Regions from separate parts of the Mus musculus genome. Here all the other regions are linked to region 2. Evidence: chromatin contacts called from public HiChIP or PLAC-seq data. All regions are on one chromosome and are shown on one strand. Each heading gives the region's core, a stretch centred on a gene start, on an enhancer-like site or on the middle of the called end of the contact. The rest is flanking DNA. Distances are from core to core; before and after follow the strand shown.

Region 1 (3,483 bases), core at 77-2,576, 920 kb before region 2:
GAACCCCAAAGTCATTATCTGACTGCCGTGTGCATACAAGGGCACATACGTGCATGCATGCGCCATACATGCAGATAGAATAAATAAATGTTTATGTTGCAACTTAGAAAATTGTTTAATAGAAAAATAATCACCTCAGACCAGCAGTTCTCTCCCCGTGGGTCTAATATCAGATATCCTGCATATCAGATATTTACATTATGATTCACAACACTGGTAAGCTTACAGTTATAAAGTAACAATGAAAATTTTGTAATGGGGGGGGTCACCACACCATGAGAAAAGGTCTCAGGACTAGGAAGGTCGAGAACAATGCTGTACATAGACATGTCGGAAACGTCAAGTCAAAGGACACCTTCGTTTTTTTATAGTTGGTCTTCTCAGAAGCTCGTGACAGGAACTGAAAATTACCTAACACGATTGCTAAGACAAAAGGATTAGCACACATCGCCATACGTTTACCCTGAACTTCTTTTGTGCCTGGAAAAGCCAGCACCATGAGTGTCAGACTCTTTGATTGACACTGTCAAGCATCATGTGACCGAAACAGAGGAGCACAACCTGTAGTGTGGCTAGGTGTGGCAGTATTTGCCTGCAGTTGGGAGGCAGAGGCAAGAGGAGTGTATGTTTGAGGTCAGCCTGCTGGGCTTCCTGGAATGATGGGTCTCACAAAATGTGTGATGTGAAATGATGCCGCCTTAGGGATGAGTGGTCCCCAGGAATGCCGAGGGCAGACTGGTGACCATGAAGTCATCCCATACAGGTGTCTTTGGAAACTTCTGGAATTGTTGTATAAAGGTAGTTAAAAACCAAAGTGGGGAGCCGGGCGTGGTGGTGCACGCCTTTAATCCCAGCACTCGGGAGGCAGAGGCAGGCGGATTTCTGAGTTCGAGGCCAGCCTGGTCTACAGAGTGAGTTCCAGGAAAGCCAGGGCTACACAGAGAAACCCTGTCTCGAAAAAAAAAAAAAAAAAAAAAACCAAAGTGGGGGTGGGATGGGGATGTAGCTCAGATGGTAGAATTCTTGCCGAGTCAACAGAAAGCTTTGGCTTTGGAATCCAGAACTCCGTACACTGGGTGTGGTTTGGCTTTGGAATCCGTACACTGGGTGTGGTTTGGCTTTGGAATCCGTACACTGGGTGTGGTTTGGCTTTGGAATCCGTACACTGGGTGTGGTTTGGCTTTGGAATCCGTACACTGGGTGTGGTTTGGCTTTGGAATCCGTACACTGGGTGTGGTTTGGCTTTGGAATCCGTACACTGGGTGTGGTTTGGCTTTGGAATCCGTACACTGGGTGTGGTTTGGCTTTGGAATCCAGACACTGGGTGTGGTTGTACTGGAGAGCAGAGGCAGAATGAAAAGGCCATTCTTAGTTATGCAAGGAGTTCAAGGCTAGCCTTGGCTACATGAGACCCTGTCACACAAAAGCCAAGGCATAAGTAGATAAAACAATGGAGATCTGGTTGTGATTTCCTGTAACCTCCTCCCGCAACCTGAAGCTCGCTGAACCAGACCTCGACTTTGTTGCCACTAAGGAGATTACCTAGGGTGGAGCCTGCCACCCTGGATCACTCTATTGTTCAGCCACTGTCACTGCTGCTACCTGCTTAGCTATTCCTGAGACTACATCCTATCCTACACGTGGTCACCTGCAGTTGGGCTCCAAGGATGATTTGGCGGGAATGGGCTTCCCCCCTCCTTTATAAAGGGTGTCTGCCATTCTGCCATTAAAAATTTGAACCTTGAGCAGAATACTGTCTTGGTTCTATCTCTCTCTCGTCCGCCTAGTTTCCCTCTCTTTCAGCGCTGGCCTGCCTCTCAGGTGTACCTGTCCTTGTGAGCCGCTGGACGGCTCGCAACAATTTCCTAGGGAATCTAAGGGAGCTACTGTCTGCTCAGAGCTAGACAGTACCTTCATGCCAGTGTCTCAAGCCCATCCTTTCTCTCCATAGCTGGCCGGGACTACGATATTTCCATATCACACAGGGAGACGCAGAGGGTAACATGAGTCTTGGTGTCTTCAGTAGGGACTGAGGTTCATTCGTTCTCTTGTAGAGAAGCTTCACCCCTGAGGTTATTGAAACCCGAGTCTACCTATCTGGACCTCAGGTGGGAAGTGTCAGCCAGAGAGAATAACTCAGAACTCAACTCGTGTGCCTTAGAGAGGAGCTGAAGACAGGAAGTGCTGGGCTCAGTGGAGATCCAGCACTTATCGCCTGAAGTTGAGTATTATCTTTGTGCCACTGGATGGAATGTGCAGCCTCACCAGACAGAGCACCACAGTCGGTACACTACTGGTTTGAGAGCATCAGGGAATCCCACAAGGTGTGTGGAGCATTGGTACTTTAAAGCAAAGACAACAGGCCCATGCAGGGGGATATCTGGCTTCTTAAATGTTTGGTGTTAAGGATAATGAGGAGGCAGAAGAAATCTGAAATTCAGGAGGAGGGTCTGTGATCCATGCTAGCTGTACCCTCACCCCATGTTTTAGACCCTAGGAGTAATGCATGGATAAGGACCTGTCATACTGTGTCAAAAGAAATGTCACCTCAGAGTGGAAGGTTTAAGAGCTAAGGAAGAAACACATGGGACACAATATACATATCAAGGATGGCATTAAATCAGAGTTATTAAAGGAATCTTGCAGAACAGGCCAGTCTGAACACTGTCAGTCTCTCTGGGTTCCCTGCCAGGCATAGAATGCCTATCAGTTGTGTTGGAGAATTCATCTGTTGATCTTAGAGCATCTGCCAAGCTGTCTCTGGTACATGGCAGTTGGGAGAAATTTGCTTTTCAAATGCAGATGCTCACCTGATTGGCTGGGGGTGGGGAGATAGGGTAAGAGATGAAGATGTGCTGAGTGGTGACAGGAGTGGCGGAGCAGCTGGGGTGAATCTGATGAAGAAAATCAAGAGAACTTTAAGTGGCTCCTAAAGCCGTCGCTGCAGGTTTCAGATAAGCCACTTGTCACAAGTCATTTCTTACTGGACTCCAATTGGCTATGACAGCTTTACACTGGATACAAAACCAAGTACCCAAACTGGATTTTCACCTTTATGTTCTTGAAACAAAGCGTTGGCTGGTTTAGTTCAGATACAGCTAGGGATGCCCCTAACAGTAAATCTTGAGTTCTTTCCTCTTGCCAGCCTTACCCTGGAGTGCTTTTTTTTGGTCAATGTGCCCTTGAAAACCACCTCTGTTGGGAAGCCTAAGCAAGTGGAACCAGGGGGCAGGTGTGGCAGGTCTGGAGGCAGCCCTCTTGTGATTATATGATTATTCCTCTATAAGTTGAGCAGTGGCAACATATGCCTTTAATTCCATTGAGGAAAAGGCAGATGGAAACAAACAAACAAACAAACAAACAAAGCCACACAGGCAGAGGATATCTGCACCCTTCCTCTTCCTGCTAAGTAAATACCACATTCAACTTTGTATGAAAGTGAAAAGTATTTCTAAATCTTTAACAGGCAACATTACCAAACTA
Region 2 (3,789 bases), core at 336-2,835:
GTTTCAAACTGATACCGTCAGTTGATAAAACGATCTCGCCACATCCTATTCATATTAGCTGAATCTGGGCATGCAGCCCCCGATACCCAGAGACCACCCATCCCCATATGCGCTCTGCATCCCTCGGGAGTCTGACCTGATCAAAGTAAATGATGCGAGTCTTGTTGCTCATCTCAGATGGCTCGTGGTTGGTGCTCCGAACCGCCGAAAAAGCCACCTTGGAGTTTGCTGCCCGGACCGATATCCCCAGAGGGGAAGATGATGATCCCTTGGAGTCTGTAGCTGGGTTCGAGTCGCACACCACCAGACACTTGCCCTCCAGAACGATCGGTTCCGTGTCATTCTGTGCCCAGACAGGCAGCACTAGAATCAGCAGAACGGCTGGTACCACGGACAGCGCCCGGCGCGCGGAGCCCATGGTGAGCCGCGTGCGCAAGCGGCAGCCTGGCGCTTCTGCTCCCAGGCGGCGCCTGCTACCCCGGGATCCGGGAGCTCGGGAAGACGCCAGTGGCTAGATCGACAGCGCTGCAGGAACAGCGGCGGCGGCGGCAGCAGCGGCGCGCGCACTTCCACCAATTCTCAGGACTGAAGTCTCCCTTCGAACTGGCTGGCTGGCTCTGTTACCTTTGTCCTTTAAGGAGCTCATGCAGAACTCCTACCCTAACTCCTCCACCCCCAAATCAGTTTTGCCTGGGGCCACGGCACCCACACTTGTCCCTTGACATCTAAAAAGTCTCCAGACCCTCTCAGTCACACCTCAAAAGAACAAAATAAATTCTCACCCCGAACCCAAGCACTCCTGGTGAAGCACAGAGCTGAAGACACAGAGGGGACTCCGCGAGTAAACGCTAGCAAAGGTGGCTAGTGCCGAGCGGTGCGGGTGTCGGTCCTGTCCGAGGGACTCTGGTTGGCGCAGGAACAAATTACAGAGGCAGGAGGTGTTTCCGGGGATGAGAAGAATGCCAGGTTATGTCCATGGCTAGGATGCTAGCGACTTCCACTTGCGCTTGGTCAAAAATTCCCCCAAAGCCCGGTGTCACTCCGACGCAGGTAGGCGGCAGCTGAGTGCCCGTCGCCAAAAGCAGTTCTAAGGTGCAGGGCGCCTACTGCCCTGGGTTCCCGCGTCCCTGCGCACAACTTTGTGTCTCAGCGTGCAGTGCAGCCGGAGGGACAGCGCCGAGAGGGCACCCGCGCGCTATTTATAGGAGTGCTGCCTGCAGATGGCTTTGGCTCGCCCGCTCATCCCGTGGATCCCCGGAAAGCAGAAAAGGCGTCCGTTGACCCCAGCGGAGCAGCGCCTGTGTGACGTTGAACGCACCCGGACAGAGCGGGACGCACGGCGCTGCCGGCTGCCAAGGTCTGAGGTCACTTGATCCCCCCGAAATCGCACTTTGTGTACCCAGAGGATGATGCTCACCTGCCTGCACCTGCCAGGGGTCCGCGGCTGCTCGCCGCCAGCTCCACCTGGACCCGCAGAGGGAGTTGTGGGTCCCCTCACCCTGCCCTGCGCAAGACTCTCTGAACCGAACGTGGCGCTGCCAGCTCAGATGTGGAGATGGAAGGACCTCGGCGAATCTGCGCGGTTTGCTATCTGACGCTAAGAGGACCAGCCAGTGTCCCCCAACTGCGCCTGGTCAGGAGCTTGTCCCACGTAACCCTCGAGCCTGGAGAGCCCAGAAAAGCCCGGGGGCAGTTCTGTGCCCTGGGCGGGGCGGGTGTGGAGGAGGCGCCTGTTTTTTTTTCTTCTGCTCAAGAGGATGAGCCTCGGAACCCACTGGGGCTCGCCTTCTCACGCTGTGCAGCCATCCCAATCAGGGGCAGGAACAATCATAGTGAACAGTATCCCTTAAATGTAACAATTAAAATGCACACCCCGAGAGTACTGCACCCTCTCCCTCTTTGATGTTCCTCCCCTGTGCACTCCACTGCCATCTTGGCCTCTGACTGGCAACTTATTTTCCTTTTCGGAAGCCACGGAAGGGAAGCGGGGAAGCAGAGCTTGGCTTTGGAGTTGGCTGCATGAACCTGACCAAGACCTTAATGAGTGGCCAATACTACCCAAACTAAGGGCCCCGGCTTTCTGGTTCAGTATTCTTTGGGGTCAGGACACTCCCAAATTCCTTGTTGACTTCTCTTGACTTCAGCTGCAGGAGAACAGTGCAGCTATTCTCTAATCAAAACAACGTCCCTGTGGAAGCCACCAGCCACTCAGACCTCCTGATTAGTACGTACTGGTTGCAAATTGTTTAGAGGTTGAGTCATGTCCTTGGGTCAGATTAAGCTTCCCAGATGGTCCTGTGCGTTCTTGGAATGGCGTTCGAGCTCTTCCTCTGCAGAATCCAGACAGACCTACATCTTTAGTCTGATCTCCTAAGGTTCTCCAAGGGAATGTGTGCCGCAAGCTCATGCTGAAATTCCAAGTATTAAGATACAAGATGCCCCTAGGGTTGATCCTTAGCCCCAACTTCTTATAGTGATATAAAGATGTGCTGTCTGGAAACACAGTTGAGGGAGGTAGTCAGTGCAGCTTGTGAGTTGCTGGGGCTCTGGGGCTATGCTATTTGTAACAATGTTGCATATCTTTCATCGAAGCTCTAAAAAAAAAACAGAAAAGCTTGCCAGGCCTTTAGGAGAGTGCCACCTTGACACCACCGTAAACTTCATATAGTTTCTCATCTGACCTTTTCTGATGTCCTTATTCAAACACTGATCACTAGTCATTGCAGTGCCTGTGGCACTTCCGTGGTGTGTGTGGGTGTGGGTGTGTATACATATGTGTGCATGTGTGTGCAAATGTATGTGTATGTGTGTGTAAATGTATATGCACATATGTATGTGTGTATGTATGTGTACATGTATATGTCTATGCATGTTCTATTGTGTGTGCATGCATGTGTGTGCATGTGTGTATGTGTACATGTATATGTCTATGGATGTTCTATTGTGTGTGTGTGCATGCATGTGTGTGCATGTGTGTATGTGTGTGCATGTGTGTATGTGTACATGTATATGTCTATGCATGTTCTATTGTGTGTGTGCATGCATGTGTGTGCATGTGTGTATGTGTGTGCATGTATGTGTATATATGTGTGCATGTGTGTACATGTGAATGTCTGTGCATGTTCCATTGTGTGTGTACATGCATGTGTGTGCATATGTGTATGTGTGGGCATGTGTGTGTGCATGTTGTGTGTGTGTCCACTCGTGTATGTGCACGTGGTCCTGCTCTATTGCCTATTGTTTTACACCTTACTCCCTTGGGACAGGGTCTCTCACTGACCTTGGAGCTGGCTCTCCGTCAGCCAGCCTCAGCAAGCCTCCTGTCTCCCCCTTCTCTGGTGCTGGTGTCATAAGCACGTGCATCCACACTTGGCTTTTCATGTGAGTTCTGGGAATTTGCTAGACCCTCGTGCTTGCAGAGCAAGAGCTTTTATTGGCTGAGCCATCTCCCTGGCTCCAGGGCTGGGTTTGAGACCAGACACTAGAAGAAATTTGGTTCGACTTTTTCTCTTGTAAGGGTAAGAGTGCCTCCTCTGGCCAAGATGAAGAATCCAAGCTAAGCCTTGGGGTTTTGTTTGTTTGTTTTTCAACTGGGAGAAGTTTGAGAAAGAACTCAATTGACAGAGCTGTTAAATAGATAACCTTTATTCTCCTCACAAGCCCCGATATATTCTCTCTGTATTCTTTTCTTCTCTTAGGATTTATTTTCCAAAGAAGCTCTTAGCTAAATACATTTCTTTCTTCTGTCACCGACGGAGTATTTTTGTAGGCCTCAAATCCAGCAGGGGG
Region 3 (3,575 bases), core at 169-2,668, 550 kb before region 2:
CAATTGCTGTGGTTCAGCAAGGAGAAACCCCAGCCTAAACGGTCCCTCAGTCTCTTCCTTGCATCCCCTACTTCTGCAACACGCCCTGAAAATCTGGGTTATCCTATAGAGCTCTTTTCAACCGTTTTTTATTGAGTCTTTTCAATTGGCCATGTCCTGCCCTGGGTGATAGTGGGATATAAAAATGTTCAAGTCTGATAAATTAAAGCTGTGTGTGAGGTATAGTCCACACTATCTGCTCTCAGAATCAATCTCTCTCTCTCTCTCTCTCTCTCTCTCTCTCTCTCTCTCTCTCTCTCTCTCTTTTTCTCTCTCTCTCCTATAAATGTCTCAGCTCTGATCCCTCTCCACATCTACATATTTGCTGTCCATCACCTGGTTTATTCTAGTTATTTACTGAAACTAACATGAATTGTTACATCACGTATTTAGCTGTTAGTGATGAGTTGCTGGTCAAAAGTGTAGACCCTGTGAGGTTCATGACACTGCCAGCTGCTGACCCCATTCTATTCTCCTGTGCTCACTTAAAATGAGAAATGTTCCCCATTGGCTCGGATACTTGAACACGTGGTCCCTAGGTGGAGGTTTAGAAGGCTCAGCCTTGTTGGAGGAAATACGTCTGTAGAGGACAGGATTGAGAGATTAGGACCTCACTTCGGCTCCAGTTCTCTTTCAGCTTCATCCCTGACTTTGAAAACAAACGTGAGCTCTCGGCTTGTTGCTTCTGCCAACATGCCTGCTGCTCTCTGCCATACTTTCACTCCATAAAAGATTCTTATGCCTCTGGAATGATAAACCCAAATAAGGTCTTTCTTCTGTAAGTTGCCTTGGTCATGGGGTTCTAGCATCACAAGAGACAGGTAACTAATGTGTTCTAAAACCAGTTTGTTAATTGAACAGCCAATGTGTTGAGATGAGGCAGGCAGTCACAGTGAATTGACAAAGGAAATCCCTTTGGAAGCAAGTCAGCGATGTTTTTGCTTTTCCTTTTGAAAGCTAGGAGTGGCTTCAAAGAAAAAAGTACCCCTGCCCTGATAGCCGTAAGTAGATATGGGATTGGAAAATACATTCGTGTTGTGAACATAGCTGTGTATAAATACAGCCTAGATGCCACAAGACCCATTTTGACTCCAGGAGCAATAGACTACATTTTTCCCTTTAGTCTTGCTGACTCGTTTATATGCTCAATGGCCTGCATCCTACTGGCTCTTCTTTGGCATAAAGAGACATTTCCAAATGTGGGCAAATTCTCTCTGTATTCATGTGGAGAAAGGATACTATGCCAAAGGTTTAATTCGTCCTCCTTTTGTCTAAGGAAGTTTCTGTCTGACATTGAAGCCAGCCAGAGCTTACCCCAGCTGTGAGATTGTGGGTCAAGTTTTAGCAACAGTTCACGGAACAATGATTTTCTTCAGTTGAATCTCATTGTTGCTGGGGCTGCTCCCTCTATGCTGTCCCGGGAGCTTCCGAGGAAGGTTTATCTATCTTGTGTTTCCCAAATGGACTCTGCTGTCACTAGCAAAAGTCATTCATTAAATACTTAATCATCTCTATCTGGCCCTAGCTTTGTCTCTGCACAGAACAAAATAAATGGTCACCCTCTTCTTTATCCTACTCATGAACACATTTGATCATGTTGTTCCTAACACTTAATCATCTAAAATTCTTTTTTATGTTCTGACTTCCCCTTGTGAGAATTTTCTCCTGGGTGTGGGCTCGTCCTTCTCCTGCTTGATTCCCACCGTGCACGGCACGCAGAATAGCCACAAATATTTGCTGAACAAATGAGCTTTGTAAATAGTAACTTGCATAAACATGAGACTATGTAAATCGCCATAAATATTGAGCACACAAAGTATATTGTGTACATATTTGTATGGTTTCTCAAGATTAAATAAAAAGTGCTTAATGCCCATCATAAAGATACCTATTAAAACTCTTGGTTTGATTGGCTTTGTAAAAACAAACCATATAGTGGAATTACCATATACTGTAACAGCTGGAGAACTTGGCATAGGGTAGACATGTGATCACAAATATAGACATTACATGATATTGCCTTTAGGGTGTGTGTGTGTGTGTGTGTGTGTGTGTCTGTGTGTGTGTGTGTGTGTGTGTGTGTGTGTGTGTCTGTGTGTGCATTAATAACCATTTGATGCTGAGACATTTTTGTTTCAATGCTACTAAGTATTTACTGCTTTGTGGCTGCTATTCTGATAGTTGGTGGGATAAGCTGGAGAAGTGTGTTTCTCATGACAGCTCAGTCAAGTCTGATGATGTTTATTAAGCATCCTCTTGCTGCCCGAATAAGTAATGCTGTGACTAGACCCAATGTGTTGGCCTTGAATTTTTCTTTTGCATCGTGTTACTAGACGTACAAATTTTACCGATGACCCTCAAGATGTGTATGGAACATACAGAATTATTATTCAATTAACCTAGTCAATTATTAGGGGATGTCCTTGTCAGGAGGCCTTTGTTGGTGGGACCTGTCTCAGAGGCATGGATATTTCTCAAGGGGTGTAGACCAGAGCTTTTCCAAGAGGCTGCTCAAAGTACTGAGAGGTTGCCCACACCCGAAGCCTTCCTCTTCTCACTTGACTGAGCAGAGCTATGCTGTGCTAAGGTCAGCAGCAGCAGCAGCAGCAGCAGCAGCAGCAGCAGCAGCAGCAGCAGCAGCAGCGTTTTCTTTAGTGCTAGATCAATGGGTGTCACTGAGATTATAAAGGAAGTGTGGCTAAGGCACACACACAAAAAAAATAGCATCTGAGATAGATAAAACTTCAAGTGAGTTACGGCTGTGAATCGTGTGACCCTCTCAAGGAACCCAGGGCAGGAAGACAGCAGGGAATCATGGAGGTGATAAAGCCAAGATGGGGTCACCAAGGAAAGCTGCCCTTTCTGAGTCACTCCCCGACGCTGTTTCCATGCCTGCGGTGCCACAGGCAGGTTGAAAGCCTGATCTACAGACTTTTCTCGGCATCCCTCTCCCTCTCCGAGAGGGGCACCTCAGAGCCCATCTCTCCTTCCCCCATCCCTACAATTTCCTCAGAGCACGTGGCTGGCTGAAGTGTTTACTTAAACCATCTCAGCTGCAGCCGCGGGCATCCTGACAAATGCAGCTGAGGTAGAGACAAGGGTCATTTATACAACACTTCCTATTTAAAAAAAAAAAAAAAATCACACCGTGAGAACTTCGCTATTTCTCGCCCATTCTCCTGCAGGCTTGATAGCTAGAAGCTGAGACCAGCAGACCACAGGTGAGGCTTGTCAGAGGTGAGAAAGGAAGTCTGGGTCATAAACAAGACAAACCTTGGAACTTGATGATTCTCAGGCCAGTACCAGTGACTTGGTGTAGGAGTTCAGGTCAGTATTTTAAAAATGATTTTTCCTGTAGGAAGTGCTCAACCTAGAGGGTGTAAGTACCTGTCTTTTCCTCCCTCCCTGTAATTCTCTCTAATACCATTCCCCACCCTTCACTGTATTCAAATGTCTGGAGAAAGACTCTTGTCACTGTTCCCACTAGCTGTTCGCAAAGCTTCTTCAGGTTAGAGTCGAATGCCTGTCCCTTACGC

Evidence for each region. HiChIP or PLAC-seq counts read pairs in DNA pulled down with a chosen protein or histone mark.
Region 1: a contact with region 2 is called in an H3K27ac HiChIP or PLAC-seq map of embryonic stem cells, with 10 times the contacts expected there. The contact joins the enhancer-like site here to the promoter of Cbln4 in region 2. A contact is called at or near these places in 10 of 39 promoter capture datasets (the 3T3-L1 cell line, cranial neural crest, embryonic stem cells and 5 more), 1 of 484 Hi-C or Micro-C datasets (nephron progenitors), 4 of 115 datasets of contacts at active chromatin or transcription factors (embryonic forebrain, embryonic hindbrain, embryonic stem cells and 1 more) and 4 of 9 other capture datasets (adipose tissue, embryonic stem cells, liver and 1 more).
Region 3: a contact with region 2 is called in an H3K4me3 HiChIP or PLAC-seq map of stem cell-derived neural progenitor cells, with 8 times the contacts expected there. The contact joins the enhancer-like site here to the promoter of Cbln4 in region 2. A contact is called at or near these places in 21 of 39 promoter capture datasets (the 3T3-L1 cell line, 3T3-L1-derived adipocytes, the C10 cell line and 14 more), 1 of 15 datasets of contacts at CTCF or cohesin (stem cell-derived epiblast-like cells), 19 of 484 Hi-C or Micro-C datasets (cerebral cortex, cortical neurons, cranial neural crest and 3 more), 9 of 115 datasets of contacts at active chromatin or transcription factors (SST interneurons, embryonic forebrain, embryonic limb bud and 4 more) and 2 of 9 other capture datasets (adipose tissue and embryonic stem cells).

Annotation. Positions count from the first base shown.
Region 1 is chr2:171,119,210-171,122,692 of GRCm38.p6, forward strand. No RefSeq gene overlaps it. Among named protein-coding and RNA genes, the nearest start is that of Gm46779, 97 kb to the right of the region's middle. Within about 2 kb of position 1,327, at least 9 of the 459 cell types and tissues checked have an H3K27ac peak or open chromatin away from gene starts, as enhancers often do. A contact at or near this core is called in embryonic stem cells, where this site is marked.
Region 2 is chr2:172,041,881-172,045,669 of GRCm38.p6, forward strand. It overlaps Cbln4 (cerebellin 4 precursor protein), which reads right to left and starts at 1,586. Exons shown (of 3, transcript NM_175631.3): 1 at 137-1,586. The coding sequence starts at 418.
Region 3 is chr2:171,489,768-171,493,342 of GRCm38.p6, forward strand. No RefSeq gene overlaps it. Among named protein-coding and RNA genes, the nearest start is that of Gm35434, 140 kb to the left of the region's middle. Within about 2 kb of position 1,419, at least 2 of the 459 cell types and tissues checked have an H3K27ac peak or open chromatin away from gene starts, as enhancers often do. A contact at or near this core is called in stem cell-derived neural progenitor cells, where this site is marked.